Regions from separate parts of the Anser cygnoides genome. Here region 1 is linked to region 2. A link is a contact called in public Hi-C data. All regions are on one chromosome and are shown on one strand. The core of a region is the stretch at or near the end of the contact, and the rest is flanking DNA. Distances in the headings are between cores, read along the strand shown. Region 1 has its middle 100 kb from the start of XIRP1. Region 2 holds the start of OXSR1 (oxidative stress responsive kinase 1).

Region 1 (7,158 bases), core at 2,548-5,047, 260 kb after region 2:
GGAGCTGCACTTCCTGCCAGGCCGGTCTCGGCCTGGGGAGGGGATGAAAGAAAACCAACCACAGACAGCAGATGTCCGTTATTTAACTTAATACAGCCCACTGCGGGGGGCAGAAGAAGAACCTGTAGCAGACGGACCAGCTGAAAGCTCTGCTGGGGAACAGCCTTCCTACAGCTCTTGGAAAGGGCTGGGATGTGGAGCAGCCAGACCCTCAGCCACGTGCTGGGCTGCTGCAGCGAGCTCAAGTCCTCACTCGCTGTGGGTCACCGCATCTGCTTTGACTTTGCTGCAGCCAGTGAAAAGAGCGGGGAGCTGGTCCTTTGTCATTTATTAGAGGAGGGTTATGTCTCCTCTGGAGTTTTGGAACCCTCCAGTGAATCACAGAGAAAGCTCTGTTCCTGCCCAGCGCTGCTCTTCTGTGGTTTCAAAAGAAACTGTGCAAAAATGTTCATTCTTTCATTTCTAGAGTCTGTCCCTATAGGACTTTATTGGTGTCTCTCATCTTGAATTCAGTCTTTTTCCTGGCTTAAAGATAGCTGGTAATTGACTTACAGCTTCCTCTCCACAGGAAATTACAGTACCATATTCCCTTTTATGCCGGTGTGTCATGGAAACATTCCCGTGGATTTGGGGGAAAAGGAAGAATGAAAAGGTGAGAGAATGATAGAAATCTGCCTCTGGTCTTTAGTCTGCTGTGGCTTGCCCTGATGAGAGGGGCTCAGGTTTTGTCCTGATGAGGACGGTCACTAAGAAGAACTGCACGGTGTTCGTGGTCATCACAGCCCACACAGGGACTTTCACTTGGGTCTAGGTAATTAGTGTTCCTGAAGTTTTCTTGAAAGGTCACTCTTGCTTTTTCAAATGATGGCTGTTTCTCCTTGTCTGTTCCTAGAGAATGATTAGAGAGAGAAAAAGGTCCTTGTGTCCAGTCCTGGCTATATTCCTATTCCAGCTCAGAGTGTTACAAGACTGTCGTGGTTACCTTGAGTGCCCATGCAGAAAGGCATATCTGCATCTTCTTGTGGACTGTGGATTTACCAGCCACTGAACAGTGAAGGAGAAGACACTTCAAAGGCTCAAAAATCATACTTTCAGTGCAGGAAGCATGCTAACAAACCTACAGAAGAAGGAAGCCAATGCTAACCATATTAGCTAAAACTACAAAGTCTTTCAAGGTTCATTTGGCAGAACAAAACTGATTTCTGGGGATGGCCAGGAAGGCTGTTTCCCCTTTGGAAGTGGATTATACAAGCAGGTGCACGAAGCAGGTTTTATGATGGAGCGCAGTAACAGCTGGAGGTACCAGCACGGGATTGGGTTTCCTGGCTTGGCCCAAGATTATACATTACCACAGGGATTGCCAGAGATGTGCAGTCTGGTTCAGATCAGATAAGAGTATCTGCCTTCTCCCGCTGCCCTCTGTGGATGATACGACAAGACTGGCTCCCGGCGTGATTCTGTGGAGCTGAGCTCCATTCACCTCGGCAGGTAATTTGGTCTGGTGTGTTGTGGAGCATCAGAGCCATGGGAGCTTGAACTCCCATGGCCACAGCTGCTCATGGTGGAGCTGGTGAAGGAGGCACCTTCGTAATTCATCGCATGATCCAGCTTCCCCCTTTGTGGCCTCAGCAAGACGAGCAGCTACTAAACAGCTATAAAAGGCTTTTTCCTTCCGTTTGGTTGCGTGCAGATGGAGACTTGCTGTGGTACAGGCAAGTATGGACCACGTGCCCATGGCTGTGTCATGTTACTTGAGCATCTCCAGGTTGGTAGGTTGCTGTTCCCCTGTTATCCAGCTTTACTGCACCTATTTCTTCTAATATATTGATTTGGGGAAGGCTGGTCTGATAAATTTTCTTCATAGGAATCTAGATAGAAATAAAGCTGCCAAAACATCCATGCACAGGAAGGGCTTTTCTCTCATGTAATTGTAAGTAGGAGGACTGGTGATCTGCAGAAGGAGTCTTTGCATGATACCAGGTAAGCATGGCCCATAATCCACAAGCCCCTGTGGGATATCATCAGGTATCACCTTCAAAGTAAAGGGTCAACTCTGCCAAAGATTGCTATGATCCAATTATGAAACAGCACAAAGAGTCCTCCAGCACTTTACAAAATAGCACAGAGGTCCAAGACCTGACACAGGAGATGGCAGTGAGTAGTGCCGAGCTGGGATTTGAGGAACCCTGGATGTGACGTAGCCAACATTACAATGCTCTCATCTGAACATGCTGATCCAGCTTGATAAGGTGCTGTGGGAAGAATAAACAGCAAATCCACAGGGAAGTCTCACACCAGCAAACCCTAGTGAAGAGGAGAGGCAAATTCTAAGTAGCTGGAGTCCTTTGAGGTTTCTGGTCAAAGTGTCACGGCTGTTCAGAGAAGAGCCTGGAGAATAAAAGACTATAACCGTAACAAAGCAGTATAATTTAGGACTGTAACTCCTGGGGCTGTTGCTGAGCCATCAGGCAGGGGCTGCTGGAGAGCTGTGATATGAGACAGGATGACCTGGAGGGCAGCTCAGCGGGGGGAGACACGTGGTGATGGCCTGGCTGGGTGGGTAAAAGCACGGGGAGCCACTGGGGTTTGCTGTAGTTTTATCTCCTCCGAGATGCCTTGGCTGTACGCACAGGACGTGGCGTGCTGCCACACTCGGGGATGTCTCTGCCAGGGGGGATCAGAACTACAGAGGCTTTGGCACGTGTGTTGGAGCAGGGCTGGGTTGGCCTCTCAGGAGCTGCTGGAAACACGTGTGCTACCAGGCTGGGAGGAGAAATTTGGGTTTGAGAGCAGCCAGAGGGTACGTGCACCACCTCAACTCAATGGTGAAATATAAAGGTCCCCCCCAGCAGCACAAGGGTGTCTGTACTATTAGGCAGTGAGCACAGCACGGATGTGCTGGCATTTCCCAGGTGATGCCCAGGCACAGTGTGGGAGTTGTCACAGGGACATGGTCACACGTCTGTTTTGAAGGACAAGACATCTGTGGCATAGATGACATCAGTGGCATAGACGCAAGCGGTGCTCCTGCACCACACGTCCTCAGGACTGGAAAAGGGACTCGTGCCCACCCTGCTGGCATCTGCAGCCAGGATCGTGCCCTGAATCGGGGCTGGAAGTCAGGGAGGACCTTGCTGTCCATCATGTGCTCAAACCACCTCGCAAAATGGCCTCCTAGAGGGCTGTCTGTTCATTTGTAATCACCTCTGAGCTCTCCCCAGTTTCTGCCAGGTTAACACATGAACTCCTCTGCCCTGCAGTTTCTCAAAAAGAAAAAAAAATTAGGTGGGATCTGGGCTGCAAAATAGCAGCTGAGTGCTCTGCATAGCTACACTTATCTCCTGCAATGTGAACCTTTATTCTGGTACTTGAAGTTTGCCCTGATTTAAATATCCTGACAGTGGTGCATCCCCGTGGCTCTCAAGAGCTGCCATCATTTGAACAGCACTTTGCAAAAATACAAGCTGTGAAATTTCCTGGTTGCTTGGGAAAAAGCAGCGAGGAACTGCTGCTGGCTGCTGTCTTACAGCACAACGGAGCCGCACGCGGGTCGGCATTTCGGCGTTAAAAGTTGGTGAATAATAGGGCTAACAAAATAACAGAAGGTTCTTCCTTGCACTGCCCAGGGAACAGGAAATTCTGCACGGGCGAGCGCGCGGAGGTGAACAAAGCGTTAAAGCCTGGCAGAGCAGCTGCTGCTGACCTTCTGGTCCCAGCACCGCTAAACAAAGCTCCTGTTACAGCTGAACTTTAGTACCAACTTCTGCTGCTCCAGGGATCCTCGCAAAAGTACACAGTGAGCTGCAGCTAGCACGGCGTACCTCGCTGGGGTGGCGGTGAAGCCGGCAGAGGCCACCATGTCCTGTCCCCAGGCTGTCCCCAAAGCCCTCCTTTGCTGTTGCCAGCGGTTTAGGACTCATGAAGATGGTGATCAGTAGATGTTAATTGATATACCCCCCCTAAAGATCTGAATTTCTGCTGAGAGTCTTGGCGATGAGTTCCAAGGGTGAATTCCATGCACTTGGGAAAACATTTCATTTTATGTCTAAAATGTGCTTAATTGCAAATTTTCCAAGTAGTCCTGGGTATAATTGTTCAATATACATCTTTCCCTCCCTATTCACGGTTTTACAAGCTCTAATATCATATTCTCACAGAAATCTTTCATTTCAGAGGAAGAACCCAAATCCTTTCAGTCTGTTCTCACATGGGAGCCTCCCATAGCCTACATTTAACACTGGGCATCCTTGCTTCCTCCTGCATCACTTCTGCAGAAAACAGGATTTGAGGCAATTCCCAGCAGAGGACTTACAGTTATGGTCCAGGCTCTTAGTGTGGCATAATGACATGATGATATGTGAGAAAATTGTGGCAGTTCTCATCCTCCAAGGGGGATGATGCTGGAATATATAACAGGGTTAAAAAAAAAAAAAAAAGACATATTTCCAGGTGAGGCCCTGGAGTCTCCCTGATATTATTCAGGCCCCCAGACCATGAATAAGGAAACACTGTAAGAAATATCCTGCTGGTTCACCTCTTCAAAGAGATATCAAGGTAGTTTTGGGAAAATCAGCTCAAGGAGTGATTTCTAAGAGTCTTCTGATACAGCAAAGTCCCTCTGTGACCCTGCCCTTTCCTCTACATGATCACTTGGTCCAAAAACTGTGAATTTGTCCTATGAAATAATAAATAAGACTCAGCAGACTTTGACGGGGGTGTGGCACTTAATAGAGAAGTGGGACAAAAAATAACCAATATGGGTTGAAATAACAAAAACCATCACCTCGATGCTTTCTGCATGCAGCTGAGTTAGTTGGGTGCCTAGTTTTGACAAGTTGAGCTTTAAATTTGCCCTCATCCATCTCAGTACTTTTTATGCATCCAGCTTACAGTGAGGTCAACCCCAGAGCTGTCCAAGATTTACTTGTTGCAGCTCAGATCAAGAGCTGTCACGTTCCTTGGCCTTACTGCTCCCAACCTGTTGCCATTCTGCTGACAGAAGGGTGAGGGAAATGGGATCCATGTGGATGCTGAAGGTGGACATTGCTCCCCAGATGTGCAAGCATCTGGGGGATGTATTTTGGGAGGCAGGTGGGACACCCATCAGAGGATTACCTGATATTCAACAGTGAAATATTTGAGGTCACCCAAAAGATGAGCTCATTATTTCTAATATCGTTTCCTGGGTGCCTGGGAGGACGAGAACTGAGGAGCTGGGAGACTCTTTGGGCTTTCTTGTTCCCAGCCCAGTGGTAAGAAGTATTCCAAAGCGGGTGAGCTCTCACATGCATGGCTCACAGGCTTCTGTGAACAAAAGGCCATGCGAATTACCACGTTGGATCTCTCTGGGCATGTAACACCCTGTCGTGGCATGGCTGGTAACTTCAAGAAAGCTATGAGAAATGGAACATATGCACCACTCCTCCCACAAAAAGTTCCTCTGAGCTTTTAGTGAGCAACGTTTAGGGACTTCTTGTCCCCCCCAGTGGCAGGATAGCACCTAGATTGTGGGAGTCTGGTACCCAACTCCTCAGCATCCAGCCCGGGGAGACAGGGAGCAGCCACTTTGCCATCCATTTGTTAAAACTTGCGTGTCTCAGTTTGGACCAAACTGCCTACTGTGGAAATTGGTTTCATCAGACATCTGCCCTCAAAGCAACATTAATTACTCAGGATGAATCTTCACCTTTCAAAGACAGTCCAAACTCAACTCCCAGCTGATCTGTGCCTTAATGTGTCCCTGCGATGGAGCAGGACCAGGGCTTGAAAAGTGCCTTGGTTGCACCACAGGTGAGAGCTGCAATTCCCACATTGCAGCAAGTATTTGTGGTTGAAGCCATGAAGTCTGGCGAAAGGAGGTGAGTGCCTTGCAGAGATCACTTCGGGCTCTCTGAGCCTGTGGGGCTGCTCTTCTCCCACCAGGATGAGAGGCAGAGCTGCGCCACGCTGCCAGGCCTCCTGCATGAGTCACGCCATCCCTGTGGGGTTTTGCCCCCGTTCCTGGGTTTTCTTGAATTTTCACCTTCCCTTTTGAAAATCTGTGATCCTGATGGTTGCTAGGAAAGATTTGAAAGCAGACTGTTTTGCAAGGCTTAACACCTCAAAATTTACACTAAAATCTGACACTCCTTGGTTTCAGAAGCCTGCTGTGGGTGTGTGTGGAGGCACAGGCAGGGGCACTGGTGCTTTTAGCGGTAACATTGGCAGCATTAATATTAACAGAGCCACCGTGGTCCAGGATTTCATTTGCGTTTGCTGTGTGATAACAACTCAACCTGGGGAATTACCTCCTGTAGGTACTGCAGAAGGGATGCACGAGACCTCCCTGCCCCAAGGAGCACCTGATCCAGGTACAAAGGTTTTGTCTCACAGTAGCTGCCCCTTCTCCCCAACCACCTGCACCTCTCCCTGGGGTTGCAGCTCCTCAGCCTCTGCCCTAGCTCGCCTGGGACATAAAAGTTAATTAATATTGGGGTTTGCTCAGGTGGCTCTGATGGGATTAGCTCAGCACCTCCCAGAGACCTTGGGAGCGGTGTGGTGGTGGTACCCACTCCCATTCCTTCAGAAATCATTGGCTTTTGAGAAAAGACGCTGGGAGGAGAGGTAGAGGAGGTATTTAGAGAGGTGCCTGGAGCAGGCTGAGCCTTTTCTCCGTGTGTGCCTGTCAGGAGGAATCGCTGCAGCTGGCTGGGAGGTTGCTTGCCTCCCCCTGCCAGATCTGTGCGTAGCTGGTGACAGACTGGTGCACCAGGTTCACAGCTACCCAGGATGTGGTGGGAGTCTTCCTGGCACCTTTGGAGCTCCCATACATCAGCCTGGGTCAGGAGGATTCACACGCACGGTTGTGCCCCTGCCAGTATTTGTCAGGAGCTGAGATCTGGGTGTCGCTGGCAAGGGTGGCCAAGTTTCCAATCTGGATGATGCTGCGTGAAGCTGCCAAGAGTGAGCCCTCACCCAGGACCTCTGGGAAGGTGCCTGGGGAATGGCTCATCCCTCTTTCACACCGCCCACGGGCCACCCTTCCAGCCCTGCAACTCCATGGGCACACCACTTATTTCACAAGCACCAGGGTCTCGGGTGTCCCTGCCGAGGGGCGTCCATCTGTAAAGGCACGAGGAACACTTGCCAGCTTCTCAGCACCATTGCCACGAATTAAAG
Region 2 (7,177 bases), core at 891-3,390:
TAGTTAAAAGATCAGAGAGACAGTTCCAAGCAGTAATTAAAGCATATTTAGCAAATACGCAATATTGCTTGGCAGAGGCATGTTTAACGCAGGCAAGTAGGAAAAACGAACAGCTTTTAAGTTGAAAGCTCTGCCTTATGGACAGAGACCATCTTTGTTCAGTGTCTGTAAACTGCGCCAAGATGGGCCTGTTGGCCTCTTGCATCTGTAGGACAGAAAAAGACTAGGAAGAAGGAGATGTTGTCCTGTGTTAGGTTGCACAAGTGAAAATACTGGAGTCACACCATGCATTTGGCAGGGTGCTATGGCCCTCTACAAAGCCTGGTTCATCAGAGGCATCTCAGGAATTTGTCCTAATAAGCTAAAAATATGTGTAACTGATGTTCTTTGCCTCACAGTAGCATCTCCTGTCAAGCTATAAGAACAGTGACTGGCGAAGAACAATGAAACCTGACACAGAAATCCCAAATCTTGCCAGATTCTCCTGATGAATATTACTATGCCTGGCAATAGCAAGAGATGCAGTTTTTTATCTGTTTTATGTCAGTAAAGAATAAATCACCAAACTGTAAACACTTTAAACCTAAATATGTAGACAGCGGCCTACGTGGGTACCAGTTAGTCCCGTATTCCTCATTCTTTTAATTTTTATTTTTTTAACACTTCATGTATCCAGATCTCCAGTGCTTCAGCTACAGACATTTGAGCCATCAACTACAAGGCAAGGGTGTTGGATTTATCACCGAATATTGAAATTCAGTGGAGCTTGCAGAAACACCTGGCAGTGGGAAACCTTAGAATTGCATGACTTTGGAGGCGGGGAGGGGAAAACCAGACCTCCTGACCCCTTCATACCCCCGGGCCTATTTTTAATTGAGGAATGTGGATCCCAAAGCCAGGGTGGGGATGAAATGGAGGTGGGCGATGCCGTGGGGCCTGCTGCATGCAGCCAGCTGGGCCTCAGGGCTGACATGTCCCTCTGCTCCCAGACCAAGCCCAGGCAGGGCAGTGCCATCGCTTTTCACACACAACACACACAGGTCACCAAAAATTGGCATTTATTTGGTATCCTGTGTTTGGTTTTGGGCCCCTCAAGACCAGAAGGACATCGAGGCCCTGGAGTGTGTCCAGAGAAGGGCTTTGAAGCTGGTGAAGGGCCTGGAACACAAGTCCTGTGAGGAGCGGCTGAGGGAGCTGGGGGTGTTTGGTCTGGAGGAGGCTCAGGGGAGACCTCATTGCTTTCTGCAACTGCTTGAAAGGAAGGTGTGGGGAGCTGGGGGTTGGCCTCTTCTCACAGGTAACTAGTGACAGGACTAGAGGGAATGGCCTCAAGTTGCGCCAGGGGAGGTTCAGGTTGGAAATGAGGAGACATTTCTTCTCAGAAAGAGCAGTCAGGCATTGGGACGGGTTGCCCAGGGAGGTGGTGGCGTCACCGTCCCTGGGGGTGTTCAAGGAGAGGTTGGACGCGGTGCTTGGGGACATGGTTTAGTGGTGACACTGGTGGTAGGGGGATGGTTGGAGCAGACGAGCTTGGAGGGCTTTTCCTGCCTTAATGATTCTAGGATTGTGTGAAGGTGGATAAGCAATGTGTGCCCCCCCTACCAGGAGGGTTTCTGACACCCAAACACAGGGGATATCCACGGCACCCACCGCAGAGCCCACCCTGAGGCCTGCCCAGGGCTGCCTCCCCTCAGGGCAGCCCTCAGGCACCCGAAGGCCCTACGGGCGTAAGGACCCTGCAGAAGGACGAGACACGATTGACAACCCTCTCCGCCAATAGAAACCGCGGGTTCGGCGGCCAGCAGCCAATCGCTGCTTGAAGTCCGGTTTAAGCACGGCGATCCTCCCGCTTATTCTCCGAGGGAGGGGGGAGGATGCGAGCGGCCGCCATCTTGTGTGTGGCATCCCCACCCTTCCTTTCCATGCCTTTACCACCCCTTACTACCCCTTTCTCCCCCAGGCCTTTCCGCGCGACGTCCACCTCCGAAAATAACACCGGCGAAGCGAACCGCGGCGGCTCCCTTTTTTTTAGTCCGGATTAACCGAAAGGAGGGGGAAGGGGGGGGGGAAGCGCCACGCTCAAGATGGCGCCGGCGCCGCCCCGCTCCGGCGGGCGAACGTGGCGGCGGGTGACGTCAGCGCGCTCTGGGCATGGGCAGGTGGAGGGAGCAGGCAAAGTTTGGCCGGCGGTAACGGGAGGCGGCGGCGGGGCCGGGCTCGGGGCCGCGCCCGCTCCTCAGGGGGTCCCCCGGTACCTCAGGGGTCCCCTCAGCCCTCGGGGGCCGCAGCCATGGCGGAGGAGCCCAGCGCGCTGCCCTGGTCCATCAACAAGGATGACTACGAGCTGCAGGAGGTCATCGGTGAGGATTGGGGGGGGGGGACGGGAGGGGGGGGGGACGCGAGGGATTTGGGGGGGGCACCCACGAAATTTGGGGGGTGGGAGCCCCCCCCGTGGCTGGGGGGGGGGGGGCTGTGGGGTCCCCGCGTGTCGCTGTGGGGCGTGGGGGGCGTCGTGCTTTTCTCTCAGGGCCACGCAGAGGGGTGGGAAGGTGCCCCCCCATGTTTTGGGGGGGGGGGTTGTGAGGGGGAGATGCCTCCCTGTTTTGGGGTGAGGGGAGCTGCCCCCAGTTTTTGGGGGGGGTGTGTGAGAGAGGGGGGAGCTGCCCCCCCCCTATTTCTGAGGGGGTTATAAGGGGGAGCCGCCCCCTTCCCTTAATTTTTGGGGGAGGTGAGGGGGGAGCCGCCCCCTTCCCCTATTTTTTGGGGTGGTGTGAGGGGGGGAGCTGCGCCCTTTCTCTAATTTTGGGGGTGTGCGTGAGGAGGAGTTACCCCCTTCCCCCAATTTTTGGGGAGGGTGAGGGGGATCTGCCCCCCCCCCCCCGTTTTGGGGAGGACGAGGGGGGATTGCCTCCCCTATTTCTGCGGGATGTGTGTTAGAGGGGTGTCTGGGAACCCCTTTTTCTTTTTGAGGGTATCCCCCTGCTGGGAGGGAGGTGTCTTGTAGGGGGGTCTTCCCCTCGTTGCAAAGGGAGGAGGGGTTTGGGGGGGGGTCTGCACCCCCCCCTCCTCGTGCATCACAGCGGGGCTGCAGAGATATGGGGTGGGTTGGGGGTCAGGGGTGCCCCTGGGGGCTCACCGCCCCCCTTTGGGGGCACCGAGACCATCCCGTGCCCCCCTTCTTTAGGGGGTGGTGCAGAGGGGGTGCTCCCTCACCCCTCCGTCTCCTGCCCGCATCGGGCCTGAGGGTGCCTTGGAAGGAAACCCCACGTCTCTCCCCGAGCAGCCCCGTTCGTTTTGGGGGGGCGCCTCCTCCCCACGCAGCCCCTGGCCTCTTCGGAGCTTCGGTCCCATCGGGGGAACGCAGGATTTTTGCGGTGCCGCCGTCCGGCCTCTTATCCCGGCCTTTTTTGCTGCCGCCGTGGATTTTCATTCATTGTCCTCTCGACTCGAGGCCCCAGCCCTTGCTCTCCATTAAATGATTTTTTCTTTTTTTTTTTCCCCTCTCCTTTCACATCAAACTGCGTGCTCACCCGAGGCCCCCCCCAGCTGTACCGATTTATTGCCTGCCCCGACCATTTCTTTTCAGGGGGTTTGTTTGAGGGATAAGCCGCTTTAGGGCCGGGATGTGACCCGGCCGAGGCGGTGCCACAGGTGAGCGTGAGGTCGGTGCCTCTCCTGTCACTCTCCCGGGGCAGGAAATAAAGCAGGAGGTGGCAGGGCAGGCTCCCGGCCGAGGGCTTGTAGGAAAGAGGTTAATTTTTAGCGCAGGATTTTGTCGAGTTGCTTTTATTTGAAGTTTATGAATGACGTGGTGGTGTCGTGCCCAGGCCTTGCATCCCTGCCTAACGGGCAGCCTCGCTTTCTGTCAGCGAGGGTGGGAGAGTTTGGGGAAAATGCTGCCTTACGAGATTAAATTCTTGGCATTGTTTAAAAGTAGGAAGGAACTAAAGCTATTGGGGGGGGGGGGGGGGGAAATCCTTCTGGAAATCCCTGTTGCTCCCTGGGGTCGGGCTTTGTCCTCTCCCTTTGCTCGGCGGAGGAGCAGCGAGGTTTGGGAAGGGTTCGGCCCCCTGTAGAGGGAGATCAGCCCTTTGGGAAACCAAACGCGCCCTGGGGATGACGATGCTCAGCCTCTTGGAGCAGCAGGAGGGGGGCAATACCCCACCAGGCTCCGAGATCGCCGGGAAAGGGACGGTTCCCTGAGTGTAGGGTGCATCCAAATCGCACGAAGGGCGCTCTGGGAGCACAAAGAGGGGATTTGGGGTTCAGCGTGCAAGGCTGGGTGAGCCGGGCTGCCTCTCCGTAGCCAGGGAGCGGAGCGGGATGGGAACAAAGGGGGTGCGAATGTCCTTCTGCTCTTAGGAGAACTTGCTGCAGGAGAAGCACATCCTACAGCCCGAAAATGCGTATCCGGCCCCAAAACGCGCATCCTACAGCCCCAAACCGCACATCCCCCAGCCCCAAATCCTCAGGAGGAGGACGTAGCCGTCGCAGCCCCGCGGTCGCTCCCCGAACTTGGGCGGCGGCCGGGCAAGCAGCCTTTCGCTCCTTCCCCTGTCCCGCGAGGCGACTTTCTGGATGTTGTCTGCTCATTGAAGGCTCGCGTTGGCACGCCGGAGCACACACCGTGCCGCGTGGATTGCAAACATATGGTTTCTCTTTTTAACTTCGCCATCCCCGCCCTCTTCCCCCCCCCCCCCCCCCTTTTACTCTCTTCAAACATCGGCGTGCCTGCCAGCGGCCTGGATGGAGATGTGACGCAAGTTTCCTAGCACGTATATGATTTGTGGGACAAAATGTCACCGCGTTAACCGAGCTGGGCCGCTCCGCGTCTCCTGGAAGCCTCGGGGTTGGTTTCTGAGCTCTCTTGACTCGTGCAGAGCCGTAAAAGCTCTTTTTGGCAGGGAACAAAGAGAGGACCCGGTGTGGGAAGGGATGAGCCTTGCACTGGTGCTTTTAAAGGATTTGTCTTGTTTCCCAATGAAAAATGTCTCTCTTTAAGCTGAGAGCCCGCCGTTCAGTGGGTTACCGGCTCAGGCATTTTCCCACCTCAGAAAAAAGGCGATCCACGTGCAGCCGAATTCCTTAATTTGGGCTGGCTTTGCCTGCAGGTAGCACCGCGTGGCTTTCCCTTAGCGTGGAGGGCTCCGCGCTGTTCCAGTGCGGGCACAAAAGAGCATGTTTTGTAGCTGCGGAGAGAACTTCTCCTGTAAAACTGCCCTCCTCGTTCGGGCTAATACCAAGAGGGGGGAAAAAAAACCTTATTACTCAGCAGTGGAGGTGACTCACGCCGTTATAAAGGTATGGATTAACGCCTGCGTTTATTATGCCTGGTTAGTGGTGGGGAGTTACTGCTGAGTCGCCTCCCGAGGCTTAGATCCCTTACGTTGCGCTGAACGAAGGATCAGAGCCGGACTTCGGCTTCCAAAAAGGCTGAAAGGGAGGTGGGTGGAGAGGAGAAGTTGTGGAGCGTTTCCGTGGGACGTACGCGTGGCTGGCAGATGAGTGCCGCCCCTGGAGATGGCTGAGTTTTCCTCTTGAAAGGAAAAAAAAAAAAACACGCAGCCCGTCTGGGTGGTTGTGAAGGTGGTCTTCCGAGTGTGACCTGCATACAAATGACGGCAATCCTCTTTTCAAAGGCTGAAAAAAGAAAAAAAGATAAATAAGCAGATGTGTGCTGCTCCGGGACGCGCGCACGTGGTTCCCTCGCGTCCCAGCTCCTGCTGGAAGCGCTGGTAGCGGTACCGGAGCGGGTTGGAACTGGGTCGTTCTCGTTTTGCTGCTTTTTTTCGGGAAGGTGAGAGCCGTGCTGGCTGGGGCCGCTTGATTTAGGAGCATCCTCTCTGCCGCGAACAGGCTGCGCCAGAAGCAGGAGATAAACGGGCGCTGGGAATTCTCCCTTGCTCCGTTGCTGTGCCCTTTCTCCCCCGACAGATTCCTTCGCAGTCGTGAGGACGACACAGGCTGGGCGAGCAGATGTGGTGGGAGTTGCTTCTCCCCTCAGAAATCAAGCCGACATTGAAAATGGAAGCGAAGACTCACTAAACGATTAGCTTTTTTTAATGACTGTGGTTGAGAGTTGGGTTTTGTCCGTGAACGCGGTGCTCTTCTGCAATCTAACGCTTAGTTTTCCAGCCGTGATTTCCCCAAGCCGTACACGTGAGCGCACGTATGCCCGCGTGGGAGCAGTTCTCTTTTGCAGGTATGTAGGAACTTGAGAGCTAAAATTTGGGGAAGCGGCAAGCTTATCAGCGTATCCGTGGTCACCCTGTGCTCGGGAGCTAGCTCCTGTACTGAATGCGCAGCCTCCGAAGGCAGAGCAGCCTGTAAGCACTCCCCAGGTACAGCTGAAGCCCCTGTATGGCCAGACGGGGGTGAAACGGGAGATATTAGCCCAGTGATAACTTTTTAGGTTCCTGTTTTGAAGCCTGGTGCTGATTTACCCACGGGTCCTCCGTGCTAGCAGCAGCCAGTTCCCCACGCCTAAGCGTTTTACGCCCGTTCGAGAAACTGCGGTGCACTCCGTGAAATACAACTACCTGAAAACTAAATCAAGCGTTCGGGCTTCGGTCTTGGTGCCATATGTTTTGGCTTAGCGTTTCCTCGTGGATTCCCACTCCTCCCCCTGAGCCCGGCCAGACAAATGGGTTCCTGCGGCACGTTCCCAGCGCTCAGGTGGGTGAAGTCACCGAAATGCTGGCTCCGTGTGCTAGCCGTCAGCTTGTTCAGCGTAAAGCTGGTGGAGAAGCCTTTTTCTCGTTCTGTATTATGGTAAAGCTGGCATAAAATTAATCCTGGGCAGACGCGGCTCTGTTTGGGAATAAATAACTGGCTTGCTAGCAGCCCCTCGTGGTGCTTGGTCTGCTTGGGCACCGACGCAGATGATTTGGGGTTCCTCAGCTCCTTGGGCATGGGTAAATGCATCTCCCCGCTCGCTCCTGGGTGACGCAGCAGGCGGGTTTCTCCTGCATCCCCGCTGCCTTCCCTTCCGCTCCTTGGCACCTCTCTTTCCTTCAAGACCTTTGATACCGGCGGGGCCGAGCTGCGTCATTCCCCTGGGAAGCAAAAGCAGGCGGCGCCTCGCTGCGCGCGTACCCCCCGCGTGGTGCCTCTGCTGCGTGCCCCCGGATCCGCCGGAGGATAAAACGCCGGGGGGAAGCGGATTGAGGCCACAAAA

Evidence for each region. Hi-C and Micro-C count contacts between places; a contact is called where the count stands out from the background.
Region 1: a Hi-C map of liver shows a contact between it and region 2, with 3 times the contacts expected there. The contact joins the enhancer-like site here to the promoter of OXSR1 in region 2. A contact is called at or near these places in 3 of 7 Hi-C or Micro-C datasets (granulosa cells and liver).

What each region holds. Positions count from the first base shown.
Region 1 is chr2:5,907,759-5,914,916 of Taihu_goose_T2T_genome, forward strand. No RefSeq gene overlaps it. Among named protein-coding and RNA genes, the nearest start is that of XIRP1, 100 kb to the left of the region's middle. Within about 2 kb of position 3,798, at least 3 of the 3 cell types and tissues checked have open chromatin away from gene starts, as enhancers often do. A contact at or near this core is called in liver, where this site is marked.
Region 2 is chr2:5,652,332-5,659,508 of Taihu_goose_T2T_genome, forward strand. It overlaps OXSR1 (oxidative stress responsive kinase 1), which reads left to right and starts at 2,141. Exons shown (of 18, transcript XM_048062313.2): 1 at 2,141-2,360. The coding sequence starts at 2,291.